2 separate regions of the Mus musculus genome follow, and region 1 is linked to region 2. Evidence: chromatin contacts called from public promoter capture Hi-C data. All regions are on one chromosome and are shown on one strand. The core of a region is the stretch at or near the end of the contact, and the rest is flanking DNA. Distances in the headings are between cores, read along the strand shown. Region 1 holds the start of Skor1 (SKI family transcriptional corepressor 1). Region 2 holds the start of Insyn1 (inhibitory synaptic factor 1).

What was found. Promoter capture Hi-C pulls out the DNA fragments that hold promoters and counts their contacts.
Region 1: a contact with region 2 is called in a promoter capture Hi-C map of embryonic stem cells. The contact joins the promoter of Skor1 here to the promoter of Insyn1 in region 2.

The regions. Positions count from the first base shown.
Region 1 is chr9:63,144,914-63,149,730 of GRCm38.p6, forward strand. It overlaps Skor1 (SKI family transcriptional corepressor 1), which reads right to left and starts at 2,067. Exons shown (of 9, transcript NM_172446.3): 1 at 1,894-2,067; 2 at 1-1,665. The coding sequence starts at 2,000.
Region 2 is chr9:58,485,504-58,490,341 of GRCm38.p6, forward strand. It overlaps Insyn1 (inhibitory synaptic factor 1), which reads left to right and starts at 3,100. Exons shown (of 3, transcript NM_176921.4): 1 at 3,100-3,736; 2 at 4,166-4,838. The coding sequence starts at 4,734.

The DNA of each region.
Region 1 (4,817 bases), core at 817-3,316, 4.7 Mb after region 2:
GCTGACACGTAGGAGCTTTTGCGAGCAGGTGGCGGTGGCGGAGGGGGCAGGGGACCCAGAGACGGTGGCAGCGCCTCGTCCGCACCGTCCTCGTCCAGGGGCCCGCGGGATAGAGCGCTCGGGCAGCGCTCCTCCGTACCGAGGCTGCCCTCTTTAGCTGGCTCGGCACCGTCCAAAGACTCAGGACCGCCCCCGCCAGCCGCCGCCGCCGCTGCAGCAGCAGCCGCAGCCACCGCGGCCGCTACGGCCTTAGCTTGGCTCTGAGCGGCCGGGTAAGGAGGCACCGGGAGGCTCCCGGCTGCTGGCCAGAACATGGGAAACGTCGGGTATACAGTGGCGGCGGCAGCTGCGGCAGCTACCGCCGCTGCGTCCTTGGCTGCGCCGGAAGGTTGATGTCCCCAGAACATTGTGCCGCCACCAGGGCCGGGCCCTGCTCCTGGGGGCAAGTGGCCAGCTCCCGGGCCACCCGCACCCGCGGCGGTGCCAGCGCCCCCACTGCTCCCGGTGCCAGGGCCTCCCTTGGGTTCTCCGGCGACCAACACTGGGTCGTCCTTTTTGGGACATAGGCCGAATGCTGTGGGGAAACCGTAAGGATGCGGGAAAAGAGGCGGGGGCAGCTTTTGCAAGAGGCCAAAACCTTTGCTGGGCACTGGAATCACCGGGTAGCTGCGAACCCCTGCGCTGCCCCCAGGTCCTCCAGGTCCTGCAGGGCCACTAGCTGCCGCCGCCAGGCCAAGTGCGCGCTGCGGATGCGGTGGAGGTGGCCCGGGAGGCCCAGCCGCCTCGTCTTCACCGCAGCGCAGACTTTTGTGGGGCGGTGGGCCTGGGGCCATCTCTGAGCCGCACCCTGGACCGCCACCGCCACCAGCGCCGCCCTTCCCTGCACCACCAGACCCGCTATTAGCGCCGCCTCCGCCGCCCCCTTGCAGGGAGAAGGTCCGCTTGCGCGTACCGCCATTAAACATAGCCTTGACGTCCTCCCAAGCGTGGCTCAGTTCGTCGGTGGCCGACTTGTCACTGAGTTTGAGGTGCCGACGCCACGAGTTAAAGTTGGCGGCGTCGGGCTGAGTGTACTTGGCGTCGGGTGTGCGGTGCGAATGGAAGATGAACTTGTTGGGAGAGAAATACATACTGCAGTAGCCGCACTTGATGCACTTAGCACGAGAGCTGTTGTAACGGGCAGGGATGAAGCTGCCCCGAGAGCCCCATGCGCACTCGTGCACCACGTCAAAGGCGAAGTTCTCAGGCAGTTTGGGGGGCTTGTGCTCGCCCAGGAACGACTTGCACAGGCGTTCGGCCTCTCGTTTTGTGATCATACCACAGCGGCGAGAGGAGATGGGCATGGCCCCGGCCCGACGCAGTATCTCCAGCTGCACCGGCGTGCATTGCACGCATGTGATGCCCAGGGCCACGCGGCGGTTGTGGATCTCATTGTAGCTGTAGTTTTTGAGCAGGGTGTTGGAGATCTGGGCTAGGCACAGGCGCTCCTGCCCATCAATGACCAGCGACACGATGGGTACCCCGTACAGCGACGTCTCGCCCACCTGGTTGGGTTTAAGGGCGCTGGATCCCGAGTAGGGCTGCAGCTCTTGCTTGGAGTTGGGAGAGGAGCTGCCCTCGCGTCCCGGCCCCAGCTGAGTGGTGAGAGCCTCCATGCCGCCGCTCCTGCGAAACAGAGAGAGCAGAGAGCAGATGAGCCATTTTTTTAGCGCCGCTACCTAGGTTCAGGCCCGCCCAGCGGGGCGCAACGTGTGGGGTGCGAGGGGGTTACTTGGCAGTGGGGAGCTCAAGCTCATTCGTCCCACGGACTGGCCCCTTTTGTTATTCAGACCAGCTTCTGAGCTGAAACAAAAGCACCCGGGGGGCTAAGGGAGGAAAAGGGAAAATCGAAACCTCAGGAAAGCCCCGGCTGCCAGGAAACCAATCCTGTTTTCAGATTGGAAAGGAAGTGGGACCCAGAGACGGAGAGTGACTTGCCCAAGGCCACACAGCAATGCCATAGCCAAATCCAGGCTTTCCAGCCGGCACTCAGGTTTGCGTGCCTTCAGCTACCTCACAGCTCGCCCTGCCCGCCAGGGTCCTGAAGCCCGGACTTCAGGGACCAGCGGCCCCTCTGCTCAGTCGCGCATGCACGCGTGCGGGCGGGGGCAGTGAAGGGAGAGGTGGGGAGGCGAAGGAGGGGCACTCACTGCCCATCACAAACTGCAGGATGTAGGGGTGGGGGCAGGGAGAAGGGGGAGGGATGGAGGTTGAAGGAGGAGGATAGAAGGAAGAGGAGGAGGCCACTGCTGTTCGCGGTGCTGAACCCTACCCTTTCCAAAGCTTGTCGCGTGCACCACGACCTCGGGTGGCCCCCAATGCACCTATCTTCGTGGTGACCGGCTTCCAGGGACAACAGTACCGGTTTGCACAAACCTGTACTTCTCTTCTGACTCCTTGAGCCCGGTGTTCCTTGAGCAGAAAGAGTCCAGCTGGGTTTACAAAACGCTTTCTTGCCAGCCATCAGTTAGGCCGGGATCACGCAGTCTCTAACCACATTTTCTGCATTTTTTAGCTGCATTCCAGACTAAAGCCGGCTCCCCTCTTGTCAGCGCTTGGGACAGAGAGGTTCTCACAGGCGTTTCTCTGGAGTCACTTTTTAGCTTTGGAAACATGCCCCTGAGCTTTCTGTCCTCTTCCACACAGCTTTTCTTACTCAGACCCAACACAGGCTCCCCAGGCTCTGGGCTGCTCCTTTTGTGGGGGTGACTCCTCTTTGAGTATCCTTCATGCCCCGACATCAGCTCAGATGGGCTAGAAGGAATCTTGGCCACTCTTGGAAGCCACTGTAAAACTCCAAGCACTAAAAAGTTGCTGCTGGTCCCTCGCTTTGATCTCTGGAGAAGGCAGAGAGGAAGCTGTATCCACAGTCTAGCCTGGTGGAGGACCCAGGAATTGATGTTTAGGGCCTTCTAGGTCGCCCAGTCACCTCACGTGTCTTCAGACACTCAGGGCTCCATGGACCCAATGCTGGGCGGCAGGCGCTCTTGCCGCCAATCTAGTCCCTAGGACTCCCTCCTCCGAACTTGGCTGGAAAAGCAAATCCATTTCAGAGGGGTAGCTTCACTCTAACAGGGATCCGAATTCCAAAGCTAAGAACCTGGCATCTTTGGTCTGCAGGTATCTTTCCCTCCCTCTGTTTGCTTAGATACTTATTTGTCGATCTTATCTGTCCCTGAGCTGTCTGTCGCTGCCAGCTCACCGCTCTTTCTCCCATCTATCTTGTATCTTGTTCAAGTATCAACCTATTTATTATCTGTTTCATCTCTTCCAGTCAAACTGAGGCAAGTTGATCCTCCCTTGTCACTGAAATCCCCAGTAACATTTTAGGAGGCAAGCAAACTACTGTGCTAACTCCCTGGCTGAGGGGTCAACAAGGCGAGCTAGGTGTCCCAGGGACGGCTCTCACACAGGCTGAGGAGGTGGCTAAGGGGGCCCGCAGCTGTGGGAAATGACGATGGCTTCTGGGATTTCTGGGCAAATGTACCGGGCCCGCATAGAGTGAAGAGGACACCCTGAGCCTGGAGCGTCCACCTGAAGCTGGGGCTCCTGAGTCCCCAAGGGGTTTTCCCAAAGGGCTTTTGGCCTTGGAGCCCGGAGAAGTGAGGGACCCTAGGAAGGAAACAGCATTTCGAGGGCCAAAGAAGAAAGCACCAACGAAGGGCCGCACTCAGGGACAAGGAGCAGTGCTCAGGGCGGCATGGGGACCCCCTGGCCCGCTCCTGTGGCTCGAGGGGCGAGCCTAGCGAGGTTAAGCAGGCGGGAGGTGGGCAGCGGTGGCAGCGAGGCTGTGGAGTCGTTTGTTAGGATAGGAAACAACCGCCACAGAGTCTAAAGGAGAAGTCAACGAAAGAAGCGCTGCGGCGGCCGGCGCGGGGGCTGTGGGCTCGCGATCGCAGGTACTCACCGTGCGGGCGGCTGGAGCCGGGCAAGCGGCGAGCGGAGGTGCGCGGCGGGCGGAGCGGCGGGCGGGAGTCGGGGATCCGCCGGGCTCTCCGGGTGACGGCGCGGCCCCTCCCCGCGCGCGCGCACAGCCGCGCAACCCCGCTCCCCGCGCTGCCACCCGCGGCCCCTCCCGCTCTCAACAGGCACGGGGCGCCAGGGTCCCCGGAACGGAGCCCGGTGCCCGGAACCGCCGCCCCCGAGGCCGGGGACTGGCCCGAAGAAGAAGCCGAAGCCTAGAGCTCATGGCGCAGCGGCGGGCACGGCCTCGGTCACAGGCGGGAGTGGCGAGGCCGGCGCTGGGCGGGAGCGCCTGACAGCTGCGAGCCGGGGCGCCACACCCACCACCCCTCGCTGTCCCTCGCGCCCTCCCCGGGTGCGCCCGCCCGCGGGCCACGCGCCGCGCCCGCCGCCTCTCCGCAGCCCCAGGGCCTGTGCGCCCCAGGTAAGCGGCCGCCCACCTGCGGCCCGCGGCTCGCACCTGCGGCCCTGCGCGAGCCAGAGAGGCCGAGTGGGCGGAAGGGATGGAGGGGATCAGAAAGTCCCCCCCGCCCCCCATAACCAAGCGCTAGGGTCCAAAGCTAGCCATTGCCACCGAGGGCCCGAAGCCGGGCTGGGTGGTGGAGTTGAGGGTTACTCAAAAGAAAGGGGAGTAGGGAGGGTCACATCGCGCTCCCGCTGCAAGGACAGTGGAACTAAGAGTTTGCCCTGGAGACCCAGACGGGCCGTCCAGACTGGGATGGAGTACTGAGCGCTGGGGAGCGCAACCGGGAAGGGGCAGGCGCAGCGCCCCAAGGCTCCTGACTCTGGGAGCAGGCTAGAATGCATTATTGTGA
Region 2 (4,838 bases), core at 1,850-4,349:
CCTTTTCTAAGCATGGAGCTTCCTAATGAGCCCCAAGACCATTAGTGAGTATTAGCCTGAAACCTCACTGGGCCCCAATACTCTCAATTCAAGTGCATCGCCCCCACTGTATTCCAGAGGAGACAGTTCCAAGCTTAAGATGAGACCCTCATCTCGCTGTCTCCGGCTTAGTCCACGCTCGCTGCTGGCTGTCCCCAGCACCATAGCTTCTGCAGAAACAGGGCTGGGACTCTGACTTCCACGAAATGTACCTAGTGCCACAGAACTATAGACTCTAGGTAAAATGGCCCATGTGCATTTTACCACACATTTAAGCCAAGTGATGGGTAGGGTCTCTGGAGTCACATCCTCAGGTGAACCCCAGTCCAGGACACTAGACATCCTCTCAAAAGGCAGCAGAGGAGGAATTCCCCAGTAGTTGTAGAAGACCCTGTGAATATTACCTCTGAGAGGACACAGAGACCAAATGAAACTATTGATACCTTCACCGCCATCACTGTCCTGAATCCAGAACTCCTCAGGCCACCTTAAAATTCCATCTGGCTCCAAGTCTGCAGGCCTACCTACCTGTGTGTTTGGAAGCTCCACCTCCTGTCTACCCAGCTTTTGAAATGTCTTCCTCACCAGCCATTCAGTCCTAAATGCCCAACAATTTGGCTCTTGTCACTCCCATTCACCTACTTACACACAGAAAACTGTCCCTGCCAGTCACCATGGCTTCCTAAGTGTGAAGGCCAATGAGCACTCTGCTTTCCTTCTCTCTCGAGCAGCCTTTGACACCACTGAGGCAAGCCTCTCTAGGTCAGACCCACAACTCCACTCCCTGGGCTCTACTCCTACCTCTGTGAATGTTCCTTCCCCATCTCAGTCCTAGAGTCTTCTAGGCAGCCAGCCTGGTCCTGATGCTGCTAATGTTACTTCTGCATAGCTAACCTGCTTACTATCTTCTCCTCTCTGAGCATGAGCCAAAGCAAAGGTCGTAGCCCACCACTGTCAAGCCACAGACCTTCTATGAACAGGGGTCTATTTTCCTTCTGATTCTTTCAACCTGTCCCAGACTTCTGCCCTTCACCCCAGAAGGCTCAGATGCACACAACCATTTACTCAGCCCAACAAGCTATAAACCAGAAGCTCAAGTGTGCCTCCCCCTAGTTCTCAAAGTTCAGAGTCTCTCAGGAAGTCACCAAGTGATGTCACCAAGAGCACCCCTTCCTCCACATCCCTGTTGCTGGCCTCCCTCAGCTCAGTTAGGACTTCCTAATGGAGCACCTGGCTTGTGGCCTCCTCAAACCCACCATTGACTTTTGGGAGTTTAGTGGGGTCCCTTAGGAGGGCAGATAGGACCTGACTTCCTCCTCCTGCCCCCCAAATCTGCACAGGCCCCTTCTGCCAAAGGATAAATTCCAAGTGCTTTTTTTTTTTTTTTTTTTTTTTTGGTTTGGTTTGGTTTGTTTTCCAAAACAGGGTTTCTCTGTGTAACAGCCCTGACTCTGGCAGACCAGGCTGGTCTCGAGCTCACAGAGATCCACTTGTCTGCCTCCCAAGTGCTGCGATTAAAGGTGTACTCCACCACCACCAGGTCTAAATTCCAAGCTTCTGTCCACAGCCTCCTGTTTCCTGATCTGGTTTTTCTCTGTTCCACTTCATACAGTCTTCCCAGTGGCACCAACAGGGCCACTTAGACTGAAACTTGCCCTCCCCCACATTTGCTCCTGAGTGGTTCCTTCCCCCTATCTTCCTTCCCTCTAGGAAGCAGATTCCTCCCTTCCCCAGGGCAAGGTCACCGGTCACCGGGACTCCCACTGAATCTTCTGTTAAGATTCAGCTCAAGGGTTGAATTCCTGGGAAGAACTTGGGGGAGTGGGGGTGGCCTGTGCTTCCTCCTAGTTACCCCATACCTGCCAAGTTAGCAACGCTCCTAGAACTACATGCACCACCCTTCAGTTTACTCAAGAATGTCCTCATGGGGAAATTTCCTCGATATTTCCTCCTCAACAGGGCCTGAAAGAAAAGGAAGGAAGGAAGGAAGGAAGGAAGGAAGGAAGGAAGGAGGGAGGGAGGGAGGGAGGGAGGGAGGGAGAGAGAGAGAGAGAGAGAGAGAGAGAGAGAGAGAGAGAGAGAGAACAAAAATATGTTGAAAACTTAGGTGAAGAACTAGGGGAACAGAACCTTCAGAAACAGCCCAGCACCCACTCTGCCCTCCCTCTCGGCCAGAGCGTGGCACACAATAGGTGTTCAGTAAAGGTTGGCTGGATTCTATTTACTGAACTGACACAAGATTTGGGACAGTTTGAGGTATGATGGCAGAGGAGGGTAACAGCCAGAAGGGGAACCCCGGGACGCACCACCGTGAGGGGAGGAGGGTCAAGGGATTGTGTAAAAAGGAGGTGAAGGAACTTGGAGTCAAGTCTGGGCCTCTGTGCGCCCAGGGCAGCGGGCAGTGGCCGGGCTAGTTCTCCTCCAGGTCCGCTGGCGCCCAGTCCAACCCGCTCCCTAGGGTGGTGAGACCCCCCGGCTCGCGCGCTCGGTTCTGGGCGCTGGGAGGCGTGTGTGTCGCTTTAAAAGCTCCCTCCCGGCGCGCGGGGCCGGCCCCTTCACTGCCAGCGCCGAGGCGAGCGGAGCCGCGCGAGCCCGGCGGCCTTTGAGGGAGCCTGCGCCCGGCCGGGCGGCCAGTCCGGCGGGGCGCGGCGGCGCTCGGGGTAAGCGGGCCAGGCCCGCGGAGCCGGGTGGGCAGGGCAGGGCAGGGCAGGGCGAGGGCGAAGCAGCCGGGGAGAAAGGCCCGAGCAGCCCCGGTGCCTCGTTTGCCCCATCGGCAGCTACCCGGCGCCCCGGGCCGCGAGGCGCGGAGCCGTGAGCGAGCGCGCTGGAGGCGGTGGAGCCGAGCGGAGGCTGCGCGCCCGGTGTGCCTGGCCGGGCCCGGCGCGCCTCCTCCATCGCCTCCCTGGCGTCTCGCTCGCCCCCTTCTGCTTTCCTTTGCTTCCTCGGCTGAGCCCCGCCGTGCTGAGGCCCCCCCGACCTCGTGCACTCATCTCCGCTGTGCTCGACACCGGGTCCCCCTGGCCACGGCTGCTTCCCCTCCCCCGAGACGCGAAGGAATCCGGACTTTCCCCACCGTTGATGGAGCCGACTGCCGGGCTGGACTGAGCGGTTTCTGCGGCCGCTCCAGACGTCGCCCGGGCCGGAGCACGGACATTCTGGGTCCCGGCTGAGTACACCCCGGACACCTAGCAGTGCCAGCTCGGGAAGGGCAGAGCAAGGCAAAGGCAGGACAGACCCCGGAGGGGCTCAGACCTGCCCATCTAGAATGGACAGAGAGAATCGCGAACCCTGTGGAGCCCGGGGAATGCCGGGCGTGGGCTGAGGGGATCCCGGCGCCCTCCCCAGCCCTCCGACTTTGGCTTAGTCGCCTGGACCGGACCGGTGTCACCTCGGCTCGGGTCACCTGTGGCCTCGGGGCCTCCGAGCTCGCCGGACCCTCGCGACCGGGAGCCTGGCGAGCGTGGTGAGGAGATTTTTGGGGATTTTTTTTTTTTGCCCCCTTCCCCGGAGCGCGGAGGCCCCGCCCCCTCCCACCGCCCAGATGTCTCCGGTCACCGCTCGGAAGACCTTCCTGAGGCCAGGAGCCGAAGGGTCCAGAGAGAGAAGCCCGCCCTAGGGAGCCTTGGGGGCCCCCCAACCTCGTCTTGTGGCTCGGCCCCGACACTGCTTAGAGGAAAGGCCACTGCCCCCACCCTTGGTGAGTAGGGGAGTCCAGCTTCGGAGGGTTCGGAGGGAAGGCGGGGTTGGGGGAGAAAGGGTCCTCTGGGAAGGAGGGCACCCTGTGGGCATTGAAAGAAGGTTGGAGAGCTGGAGAGGCCCTGTGCTAAACCAGTCTGGCCAAGCTTGGTTGGTGGCTGGGGGCGGGGGGTGCACCACGGCTAGAGTGCTCCAGAGGAGGCTAAGGGCTCATTCCTCTAAAACAGGGGCTCCTCCACTCTTCTGTTGAAGAAGGGTGTTGAAAACTATCTGCCTCCACCACCCCTCCCCACTAAATAAATAAATAAATAAATAAATAAATAAATCTCCAGCTAGGAAGGAGGGTGCAGGCAGAGAGAAGAGGGAGGCAGCAGCAGCAGGCTGGTGCAGCAGCCTGGGAGGGCTGACGCCAGGCTCGCTCTTTCTGCAGGGGGCTGCCCTCCTCCAATCCAGTTCCCTCTCCAGTGCTGTTCACATCTGGAGCCCCCTCCACATCTGGAAGATCCTGATCACCGTCCCTGTGCTGGTTCAGCTGCATCTAGAGACCTCTGCCTTTGTAACTGCCTAGGAGTTGCGAGGGGATTGCTGCCTTCCCCCATCCCAAGGGCATCTCTTACCCTTAGTCCTTGCAGAATCATCCCCCTGCCTCCGCATCCAGATTCGGGCAAAGATCAGCTCTGTACACCATAGGCACTTCAAGTCCTGGAAGCTGTTCTTGGGCCCTAAGGCCCCTCCCCTTGCCCTCCTGTGTCCTCACCTTGACCCCCCTCCCACCCTGTCAGACTCTGTCTCCCTCTGGGTGCTCCATCCCCCACCCAGAGGCGAGTAGGTGGAGTGGCAGGCTGCAGGGGCTGGGTGAGGGCCGCCCAAGGCCAGGGTAGGCTGGGGGGCCGTTAAAATGTGGAGCTCTGCCCGGCCGAGGGGGGCTCCGTGGAGGCAGACGAAGCGTGTGCCCCGCTGGGGCGAGTATGGGCAGGCTTGCGGCCACGTGGTGAAGGATGAACATTCGGGGTGCCCCGGACCTCGGGCAGCCCAGTGACGACCCCAACAGTGGTGGAGAGAGAGAGCGGATTCGACAGCGCATGAAGATGGTCATCGGGCAA